3 separate regions of the Mus musculus genome follow, and regions 1 and 2 are each linked to region 3. A link is a contact called in public Hi-C and HiCAR-type data. All regions are on one chromosome and are shown on one strand. The core of a region is the stretch at or near the end of the contact, and the rest is flanking DNA. Distances in the headings are between cores, read along the strand shown.

What was found. A called contact is a pair of places that touch in the nucleus more often than the background predicts. HiCAR-type assays count read pairs that join an accessible place to other places.
Region 1: a HiCAR-type map of kidney shows a contact between it and region 3, with 2.6 times the contacts expected there. The contact joins two enhancer-like sites. A contact is called at or near these places in 2 of 484 Hi-C or Micro-C datasets (both in liver) and 1 of 115 datasets of contacts at active chromatin or transcription factors (kidney).
Region 2: a Hi-C map of liver shows a contact between it and region 3, with 2.3 times the contacts expected there. The contact joins two enhancer-like sites. A contact is called at or near these places in 2 of 484 Hi-C or Micro-C datasets (embryonic stem cells and liver) and 1 of 115 datasets of contacts at active chromatin or transcription factors (a beta-TC-6 cell line).

Annotation. Positions count from the first base shown.
Region 1 is chr13:101,521,449-101,524,977 of GRCm38.p6, forward strand. No RefSeq gene overlaps it. Among named protein-coding and RNA genes, the nearest start is that of Gm36475, 17 kb to the right of the region's middle. Within about 2 kb of position 2,208, at least 27 of the 459 cell types and tissues checked have an H3K27ac peak or open chromatin away from gene starts, as enhancers often do. A contact at or near this core is called in kidney and liver, where this site is marked.
Region 2 is chr13:101,596,360-101,599,772 of GRCm38.p6, forward strand. All of the region lies in intron 1 of Gm36553 (a long non-coding RNA gene), which reads left to right. Among named protein-coding and RNA genes, the nearest start is that of Gm36553, 8.2 kb to the left of the region's middle. Within about 2 kb of position 1,667, at least 18 of the 459 cell types and tissues checked have an H3K27ac peak or open chromatin away from gene starts, as enhancers often do. A contact at or near this core is called in liver, where this site is marked.
Region 3 is chr13:101,214,260-101,217,920 of GRCm38.p6, forward strand. No RefSeq gene overlaps it. Among named protein-coding and RNA genes, the nearest start is that of 5930438M14Rik, 16 kb to the right of the region's middle. Within about 2 kb of position 1,817, at least 38 of the 459 cell types and tissues checked have an H3K27ac peak or open chromatin away from gene starts, as enhancers often do. A contact at or near this core is called in kidney and liver, where this site is marked.

The sequences.
Region 1 (3,529 bases), core at 958-3,457, 310 kb after region 3:
TCTCTGAAAAACTAAAGTAACCATCTTTCTTACCCATGATGTATGGACAGAAACAGAAGTATATGATCTGACATGCTAAGCTCTGATCGTCTTAAGATGTGTGCAGGCATTTAAAAAAGAACTAAGGGAAGGGAAACATGTAATAAGAACAGATATTGCCTGTGTACATATAATTTATATAATATTCAATAATTATATATGCACACAATATAATATAATATATGTAAATATATAAATATCCAAATATATGTAATGTGTAATAATAAACAAAAGTTTTTGCAGAGTGTAGAATTGCCTAGAAACTTGTCACTGTCCTTATGATCCATCCAGCCCAATAGAAGATCACCAGTAGTGTGAGACACTCAGAAGACTGAGTTAACCTGCATCATTGCAGTGTCATCCTGCAAACAATCACAACTGGGACATTTTTTCTGCCCTCCTCACTCAAACATTTTCATACCAAAGTCTAGAACTTTCTTCACTCACTTCTCTCCATACTCATCAAATAGATCCAGCCTGCACACATTTGTAATCTCTGTTTTCTCTTCCTTTGGAGAAGAGGCCTTATCTCAGAACATCATAAATCTCTCTTTGTAGTGATAAGCCAATCCACACCCACTGATGCCTCCTCTTTCTCTTTTTCATCTCCCTCCCCTCCCCCTTTGGCCCTCCTTTTTGATAAAACTTCTAAAATAATTTCAAACAGGCAAAATAAGAGAATCTAGTGAGACTTGATATAAATAATACTTTTAAAATAAAAATATTTGAGCTAAAGGTGAGGCACAAAGAAATGTCATTAGATATTTTATCTAATATGTGTTTAGTGTGTATATGTGTGCATGTGCATGTGTGAGTGCAGGTGCACACGTCCATGCAGAGGTCATAGGTTGGCACTGACGGTTTCCCATTATCACTCTCCATCTTATCTCTGAGACAGGGTGTCTCACTGAATCCAGAACTCAGTGACTGCCTGGGAATCCACCTATCTCCATGACCCCAATGCTAAGGTCATAGGCATGTATAAGCTTGTCTAGGTTTTCAATGGATATCACAGACACAAATTCATGTCTTAATTTCTCATTTGGCAGGTACTCCACTGACTGGACCAGATTCCAGCCTCTCATGAAATATTTTTATCTGAGTAGAGCCCCCAGAAAATACAACTACTACCAACCCTCCTCTTAAGAAATTCCTGGTATCTTTAGCTGCCGTGAGGAAAAAAGTGACTTGTCTATTAGCTGAAAAGTCCCAACAAAACCCTCTATCCTTCCATTACCACCTACACACCCCAGTTTGGTAATAGACTTCTTTGTTTCTGGCTGGTGAATGAGTTACAGTACTCTGACTGCGCCCTAGGTAAACTCTGCCCTCCCTCTTCTTAATCTATTCTGTGTGAATTAATTTCTGTACCTCCAACTACCAGCCCCCAAGATGGAAGGATCATTCTTCTTAGTAGTCCCTGCTCTGTTTACTGTCCAAATAGCATTCTGTGATATAACTGAAAGCTATCTGTTCCTGTATGCACATATACACACACCTATTTCTCCCGTTTACATATGTGCATATTCCCATATGTTCCTAAATGCATGTGTACCTGTGTCATTTGTTCCTAAATACATAGTTCTACACATGTGCATACATGTGTGTATGCACATTCCCTATTTGACCCTATACATGTGTGCTTATGCCCTATATATGCATGAACTGACAGGCTCATATGTTCCTCACATACCTTGAGTTCCAGTATATATGTACATGAGCAAGTGTGCATTTATGACCATTTGACTAACCCTCTTTAGGAGCTTCCTTGAAGAATCAAAGCTCAAGAAAGTGAATAATAGTTCCCAGAAGATCAGAAACACTTCAGACCTAGCTCATGCCTTGCTGTGTACCTTGTGTTCCTATAGGTGTGCTCACATATACATTTATGGATATGTGGCTGACTATCTTGAGGAATTTTCTGGGAGACTCACCATGCACTGAAGTGAAAGCACATCCTAGAATATCAGAAACTCTTCAAACCAAGCCCACCCCTACTTGTTGCATCACCAGACTAGGCACTTAAAATAAATCATCTATTAAATGGGAAGCAATTACAAAACTCACCTTTCAACTTGGATTTCTGGGAAATGGATGAGAGGACTTCTTCAATGGTAACTTGACCAAGCTCTCCCTGATGACCTCATCTTGGAATGTTGTTAAATGTCCCTGGGTGTACACTTCAGGGAGAAGACAGTTGCTCAAATTAGTGACAACCTGACAGCAATGAGCTTTTGGTGTCTGGCAGAGTCTGGTCAATCCTTAACTCAGTCACTTACTCATTGTGACCTAGAACAACCCTCGGGCAGCCTCCGTTTCCTCATTTACAGAATAAGGGAAATAACATTTAACTTGAAGGCTAAATTCGGGGAGAGGACAAATGAGACTAGTAGGTATGTGTGATCTTTGTTTCCTTAAGCTACTTTCAAAATTGGGCCACTGGACTGACATTCTATAGAGACCAAGGACATGGTTTCCTTGCAAACATAACACACATCTTTCTATATTTACTTAACATTTATTTGCATATTTGTCTACTTTCCTTATTCAAAAGGACTGTACATGGTTTATGTGGACAGTAAACAATCTATTTTTCTTATATTAATGAAACTCTAAAGAAAATCAAAATATAATATCTATTCTGAGGCAAATTATAAGTTTAAAAAATATAAAACTTTTCTAAGTCCATGAGGGGTTAATTCCATCAGTTTAAACTTCACTCTAGTTTGTGTCTCCACAGGAGACAGGAAGCAGGAACCTTTATCTGTCTTTACTTGTATGTATAGAATTCACCACAGCTGCTCTACATACCATGACCTGAGCCACCCTGTGTCTAGACTGACTACACCAGGCAGTAAGCTGGCCAAGATCTTTCTGGTCAGGCCTTGGCAGCGTGAAGGGAGGAAGATGCCAACATTATTGCCAAATGGATGGCTCATATTTTCCTTCTTTGTCTATGTCGATGGCAGTCATGTGTTTCTCATGGTGCCCAGTTGTGCAATTAATGAAGCAGGCCCAGGGCCAGGAGAAGGGCCTACGGTAGGTAGGGTTAGGTCTTCCCACTAAGCCTTCCTCTGGGTTGCTACTGCATGTGTCTATCCCAAATTATCAGCAATGATGGGCTGAACCATAATAAAACTGAGGAGTATAAAATAGGGACCAAGTGCTAAAGATGGCCGGATTGGGTGGTTTAGAATGAGGAACTTGGTTTGGTGCTGATTTTAGAGGCAGAGCGTAGCCTTCAAGATGGCCTCAAAATAAAGATGAAGAGACAAGGAAAGAGTTAAGTTGGACCTAGTTGAAGACAGTAATAAACTCATTCTCAGGTGGCTGTGGTCTGTCAGAGGTTTGCTGTATATTTTAGATTCTCCCCGGGCAGTTCTGCCATGGGACAATCCATCCACTAATTCTCCCACATTAGGTGCTCCAGCACACAGGTGGCCAAGGTCAGGGAAAAGAGGACATTGGTTCTACTGAAACAATGCGAAAG
Region 2 (3,413 bases), core at 417-2,916, 380 kb after region 3:
CTGTCCCTCACAAGTAACCAGCCAAAATATAAACCCAAGGCTCTTAAGTATCTGTGTATCCAAACTCCACGTGTACGTGCATGCTTAGGAACCCATTCTGAGAATCCACATCCATATTTAAAATCAAAGCCGTACGTGTGGGGGCTAATTGTGGGTCTAATGATAAATATCCTTGGACTTGCTGAATATTTTACTGTCTTCTGTAGCTAAGCTGTCTTTACCCAGTAAACCCCATTCCCTTCTGCCACCTCAAAGCCTTCCCTTCCTCTGTCTTCCCTGCGGATTTATAGTAGCAAGGTGTGTAGAAATTTTCATCTAAGAAATGAACATAAAGATAAATCATCTGTCTTCTCACTCCTTTACCCCTGTAACTGTTGTCTCAAGAGAGCTTGCAAGCCTTTATGCTTTTTCTGATTGAGGGAAAGATTGATTCCATGGCAGAGAGTGGTGACCTTGACAATGTCAAATAATTTAATATGCCATTAGACTCCAGGCCTGACTTTTGGGTTCATTCGCAGTCATTGAGGGCTCTGTTTTCTCTGAACAATATGGCTGTTGAGAAGGACTTGGGAGGTGGTCGTTCATGCAGTCAGCTGCTAAAGGGGTCTTTCAATTTCACTTTTAATAGGAAAATAAAATCAGTTACTGTATCAGCAAAAGCTTTTCAGAAAAATCAGGTCATTCTATGGTCCGTGGCTCTTTTATTATGATTGGAATCATGTCAGTAGATCCACACGTAATAAAATGCTGCCTCGTAGGTCTGCAGAAACAGGCAAGAAAATTGGGTTTTCAAGTTTCCCCCAATGTTACTTTCTTAGGACAACAAACTATGGGAGTTTTAGGAAGAGAACAGCCATGAAGTTGAAGTTACGATGATCTTTTTGTGGCCGGGAAGAAAAGACAGGTAAAAGCTATGAAAGCACACAGCCTGCTTCCCCTGTCTGGCAAACCAGGAGTAGCCACTTGGTCAAACCTCTGTCTCTCTCCAAATTCCCACTGGCCACCAGCCCTTCCCTTGGGTTTGCAGTCAGCCACATTGGACTCTGCTCATGTGCTCTCCCACTGACTGGGTGACCTTGTGCAAATGACTTAGTCCTTCTGGAGCCTCTATAGGAATTAAATGAGATCATGCCAGGAGAGCGAGCTGTGCTCACAGGATCTGGCTCAGAGCCAGTGGTCAATAAATGGAGCTGTGATTAGCATCATTATTATTATTGGGCTTCATCTTCGGTGCCTTAATTATCTGTGGGCCCCACCCTATCCGTGTCTCTCTGCCTCTCAGAACAGCCTTCCTTCTGTGCCCAGGTTTCACTGTTGGGCCACTGCCAACTTCTCCCTTCTAAAGCAGTGAGGGAATGGTGTCGTCTCTGCATCTCTGGGTTATGGATAACTCCCAGGCACTTTCAGATTCCTCGAAGTCGAGCTGTAATCTAACAACAGCTGCTTCCTGGGCTGTGGACACTCAAAGTCTGAAGGTACATAGCAGAGCATAAACTGTCTGAGATCTTTTGACCACCCAGGTTGGAAATTACAGGTCTCTGAGCGTTCCCAGGAGCCCTGCGCCTCTGCAAGGAAAAGCGTAGCCGAGTATCTTTTGTTCCTGCCCATGAATGTACTTCCGAGGTGCACGTGGGCTTTCTGTTGTAGCTGCAAGCACCTGTCAACATCTGTTGAACACACAGCTCCGTGTGACCTACTTACATGGTGATTGCTGGTGGCCAGCTGTGGCTTCCCAGAGCCTAATGTTGGAAGTTATTTTGTGTCTCCGCGAGTGCTGTTGAATGTCACTGGAAATCGAGATTCCCAACATTAAAAGAAAACCAAAGATTTTTACATTTAAGTTTGGATTTTTTTCCAGGAGATCTAGCAATCCCGAGCAAAGGTCAGGATTCATAGACTTGGAGTCTTGTTGCTGCCTAGCAACGTAAGCACTCAAACTACAATCATCTTACCCCTACTCCTGACCGAAAGGTCAAGCAAACAAAACTAATAGCAGAAGAGTGACTTGGGTTCATAGGCTCATCCCTTTCTGAGACGTCATATTGTCTGTATAGCTAGAGATAAATAATGTTGGAATGAAGTTGCCAGTGGAATCCAGGTCAAGCAGGCAAAGAGCAAAATCTTCCTTCTTCAATGTCCTTTATAGAGGCTGTCACCAGCAGGTGTGGCCCAGATTAAAGGTGGATTTTCCCACCTCAAAAAAAAAAAAAAAATCCAAATTAGATGTGTGTCTTTCCACTTCAAATGATTTAATTAAGAAAAAGAAATACAAAAACAAAATCAAGGTGTACCCGGCCACTCGGGTTTTAGCTAACTCCACAGGTAGTCTAGTTGACAACCAAGAATAGCCATCACGGCTTTCAAAAGAACTCCCACACTTGGAATCTAGGTGGGTGACGTTGCCAGCCATGACTGTAATATACCTCTCGGGGCAGATTTTTGACACATGTAAGGAGTTTTCAGTATTCAAAAGTAGTCACAAGAAAATGATATGCGGTGAATAAACAGTAATTTCAAGACAAGAGAATTGTGGGTAGATTTGCCATTCTAAAGTATGATACAGACGGTTTTCAGAGTCATAACTGCCCAGGAAACTCTGTGTGAACTGAACAAAGGCAGGTCTGTTTTCCATTGACCATCACTCGTGTGTGTGCATGTGCGTGTGCGTGTGCGTGTGCGTGTGCGTGTGTGTGTGTGTGTGTGTGTGTGTGTGTGTGTAAGGAGCACAGCAGAGATGAGAGGAAAGAGGAGAGACATACATTCAATCACCATACCTTTAGACAAAGGAGTTCGCCTCACAAACAAGCTGCATTGCTTGAGTGACCGCTGTGTGGAAATGGCCTGTGTGTAGAAGCTTTCGCCTCGGCTTTAGTCTGACAGGCCATGTGTTGTTGGCTGCTTTGCTGGGGCGACAGGAGATCACATCTACATTCTTCTCCCAATAATGAATCCCTTAAAGGTGGATTTCAGTATTCTCCTATATTGGCCATTTGGGGCTTAAGACTCCACGTAGTTTATCAAATTCCACTCCACCTACCAAAAGTGGAACTCACCCATCTGCTTTGGAACACACCATGCTCTATCTCCCAGACAATTGTATGTGCCCTGTGAACATTGTTCCTTGTCAAAGTTCTCCATCCTCAATCAGCCTACTGTAAATTCGGCTTCCCAGATGTAGCATCATGCAGTTCAGATGTCTCCACAGTCTTTCTTAGATGCCTGCATCCTCCTAGTCTAGGAGAATCTTGGACACTTTATGCATCTCTGTAGATTTTTTAAAAAATGAATTTTTAAGCTCTGTGTACTTCCTTGTAGCCTTCTTTTGGCACTGGGTAGCCTTTATTCACATCTGTGCTGTCTGTTTTCCCTGTCATGAAAGCAGAGTTGTTTATCATCATATATGATCAGTAAAT
Region 3 (3,661 bases), core at 567-3,066:
AAGGAAGGGGTTGCACAGCAGTTCTGAGCAAGCCATTAGTAGCAAAGTCCTTGGACTCTTTCCAGCCTGCCTGTGGTCTCCTGCTGGGCCATCTCCCAGAGCTGGTCCTGTTTTGGGTGGGAAAGGATGGTGCCATCTTGAGGCTCTTCCTGTATGCTCTCTCCTTCTCCCAGGGGGAACTGGCATATGGTGCAGGGTTACTTCATTTAAGAATAAATGGGATATTGAGAATTTACATAAAATTACTTAGTGTGATGGCTATTCTTGTTTGTCAACTTGATATCCAGGATTAAGTAAAGCCCAACTGGCTATGTACACCTGTGGGGACTTTTTTTTTTTTTTTAATTAAATCATTTGGAGTGGGAAGACGACTTTAATTCAGATCTTTTGAAGTGTTGCCACCTTTAATCTGGGCCATACCTGGTGGCAACCCATACAAAGGACATGAAGATGGGCACTTGCTTTCTTTGCCTATTTGCCCTTACCTTGCTTAGCAAGTCCACTCTTTTGCTGTCATTAGAGCCTACTTCTTCAGGATTCCAGCGTCTCCTGAAGATCACCTAAGATGGAACAGTTACTGTATTCTTGGACTTTCTGTTGTTGGACAGCCATTGTTGGACAGCTGGACCACAGCCTGTAAACCACTCTAATAAAAATCTCTCTCTCTCTCTCTGTATCTCTATGTGTGTGTGTGTGTGTGTGTGTGTGTGTGTGTATATGAAGCTTCCAGACCAAATTCTTTCCAGGTTTAAACTCCAAGTAGTCTCTTAAATATCCTGGATTCTGAAATATATATATTTCATATGAATGAAATATAGGTATTTATTTCATATATATATATTTCATATATATAATTCTATCAGTTCTGTTTCTCTAGAGAACCCTGACTAATATACTTGGTGAGAAGTGGGTAGGGCTGAAGGCAGTTTAGATTAAAAGGGAATCCTTCTGTGATTTTTTTTTAAAAGTAAAATATTGAATCTTTTTTTGAAGCACATTATCACATCCCGATTTATCCCATTTAAATCTGGAATACCACATGGAGGCTTGACTTTATCTGGAGCACACATTCACAGAGCTAGTTCAAAGCCAGAATGTCCTCCCCACCCCCCATGCCCCACCCCCGGGGCTGAAGAGACACTCCTCTGAAACAGTGTACCTGCTGGTTTCTGGATGCTGACACTGGCATGCTCTGAGTGGGCACCCGCTGCATGCTTATTGAATCCATGGAAAGAAGGGTCAAATGAGACATTAACGTTTAAAATGTGACCAAAGGGACAAGATTTCAGGATTCGGGATTAAGATGGATATTTGAGAGGCTGCTTGGGGTTTAAATTTAGGAAGAATCTGGCCTGGGATTTTCATGTAAGAGCTGGGTCCTATTCTGCCTAATGGACTGTAACATAATCCTTTTCACTCTCAAGCAGCCCACAGCAGCATCTACACAGCATAGTCACCCGTGACAGCTTCCTAGTGAGGGTGGGTTCCGGTTGTATTCCTTTCTCCGTGTCAGGACATGGCTTCAAATTCAGGCACAGGTCAAGGGCTGCTGACAAAGCATCATCAACACCGTGTGCTGCATGCCATGGCCTCCTCTCGGGAAAGCCTCAGTGGGAGGCGGTCCAAACAGGGTCCTGCCTGGAGTATCCCTTACGGAGAAGCAAGGGCTCGGTTCTTAGAAACTGACTCTCCCGTTCAGGTTACACGTGGGGGGAAAACCAGGGTTGCCTGTTTGAATGGCACACTCTCTCAGTGCCTGTTTCCAAACTCCAGCTGAGCTGACATGTGGTGGACATGATTTCAACTCGGGAGCAGGTTTCATTTAATCCACAGGGCATCTGAGTTACACGGGAACCAAATGAGAAACAGACGTGACTACAGGTGCCTTTCGCCCTGCTCTTGGGCAATGAACTCAAAGGTGTCTTTGATTTCAGTAAGAAATTTGGCAGGGAGCTTGTTCATAAAGTGGTTTCATTGCAGTGGCTTTTGGTAAAAAGGCTTCTCTCTCCTTCCACTTGACTCGTACCACACACATTCAAATATACATAAAACTCCCATCAGGAAGAGTAGCAGCACTGTGCTAAAAATAAAACTTAAATTAAAAGCCCACTTCAGTAACCTGTAAGTTTCCCATTCTTCCTGCTAATGGTCATTGGTTTTTCTCACCTTGGATGGCCTGATTTCAAATAGGTAATTATTACCAACAAGTCCAGAATAGTGTCAGACCTATTGTGTAAATTATACGGCTTTTAAATATATTGATGAGTCAATATTTAACCAAGGCAGGTTAAGTCAGTCAACTCCAGCAGGGACAAACCACATTTGTTCTGTAAGCATGCAGCTGGAGAAGGGCCTGGGAGTGGGCCTGGCAAAATCTCGATTTCCTGGACCCAAAGTTCTTGTACGATGGGAGCAAGTTCTGTCCTCATATGGCTCAAAGGCCAGGCCCTTTGGAAAACTCTTTTGTATTCTCCAGCCATGCGTATGTTAAAGGCAAAGGAGACTCACTCTGAGATCCAGATAAGCTAAAGGCCTGGACAGAGAAGTGGCCCATTTGTCCACGTGTTGGAAGCAGGGAAAATGTGTGTCATTTCTACCCGCAGGCCTGTTGACTTTGGGCAAGACACATTACATTTCAGGCACTCAACTGCCTCATTTGCAAAACCGTAAAATAGAAGCCTGGACGTATTCAGGACATTGTTATCCTTTAGGGCTTGATTCTGTGAGAAGTTTGACTTTGATTGTGACTCCTGGGTGGAAAGCACTGTAGGTGGCTTTTCTCACTTAGAAACCCTAAACCGTATCTGTCCAAGTCTGGGTGCACAGGTTGTGTGCATGGTGCGATGCCAGCAAGAACAGCTCACGCAGACTGCGAACTGGATGGTAACCTCCACACCTCAAGTTGTGCAATGGTGCCACCCTGCCTTGAAAATGCAGTCTATCTTCTTTCCTCCTAACGAATAGACTGAGGTTGTAAGATTTTTTTTTTTCTTTTAAATTCCTGTGTTTGCTGGAATTCTGCCAACTTCTTCCCTCAGCCTCCTTTCTGAGGAGACTTTTTTTCATCATCCAAAGCCCTGATTAGAATAAAACTAACAGCTCGTTTAAAGGGTAATCATTCCCACTCCAATGGCTTCTGCTCTGACAATGAGAAGAAGAGAGTCAGAATGGGAGTCCTGCCTGATGCAGGCTGTTTTCAGTCTTCTCCAATTTATAGACCTAGGTTTAACCTAATTCTCATGATGAAAGATTCAGAGGCTGGGCGCTGGGGGATGATTGGGGGATGAGTGTGGGGCTGTAATAAATGGGATTCGCCTACTTACCAAAGAGATCCCACCCTTTTTCTTACCTCTTTCACCATGTTAGGACAGACAGAGAAGATTGGCATCTGAACGGGCCCTCAGTAGGGTTTGAGCATCCCAAGTTCCATAATTGTAAGGACTAAAGCTCTGTTGTTATAAACTCCCTCCTCAGAGTCTCCGGTATTGTGTTATAGTACCTTTACTAAGATACACACCAAGCTATGTTGCTACCCTTCTCTGACATAGAACATGGCGGACAGGGTGGTCTCAGATGACGTCTTTTTGGTGTATTGGAGATGAGTATTCTTTGTATTTTTGATACATACGGATATAGATAGAAAACCTTTATCTGTTGTACA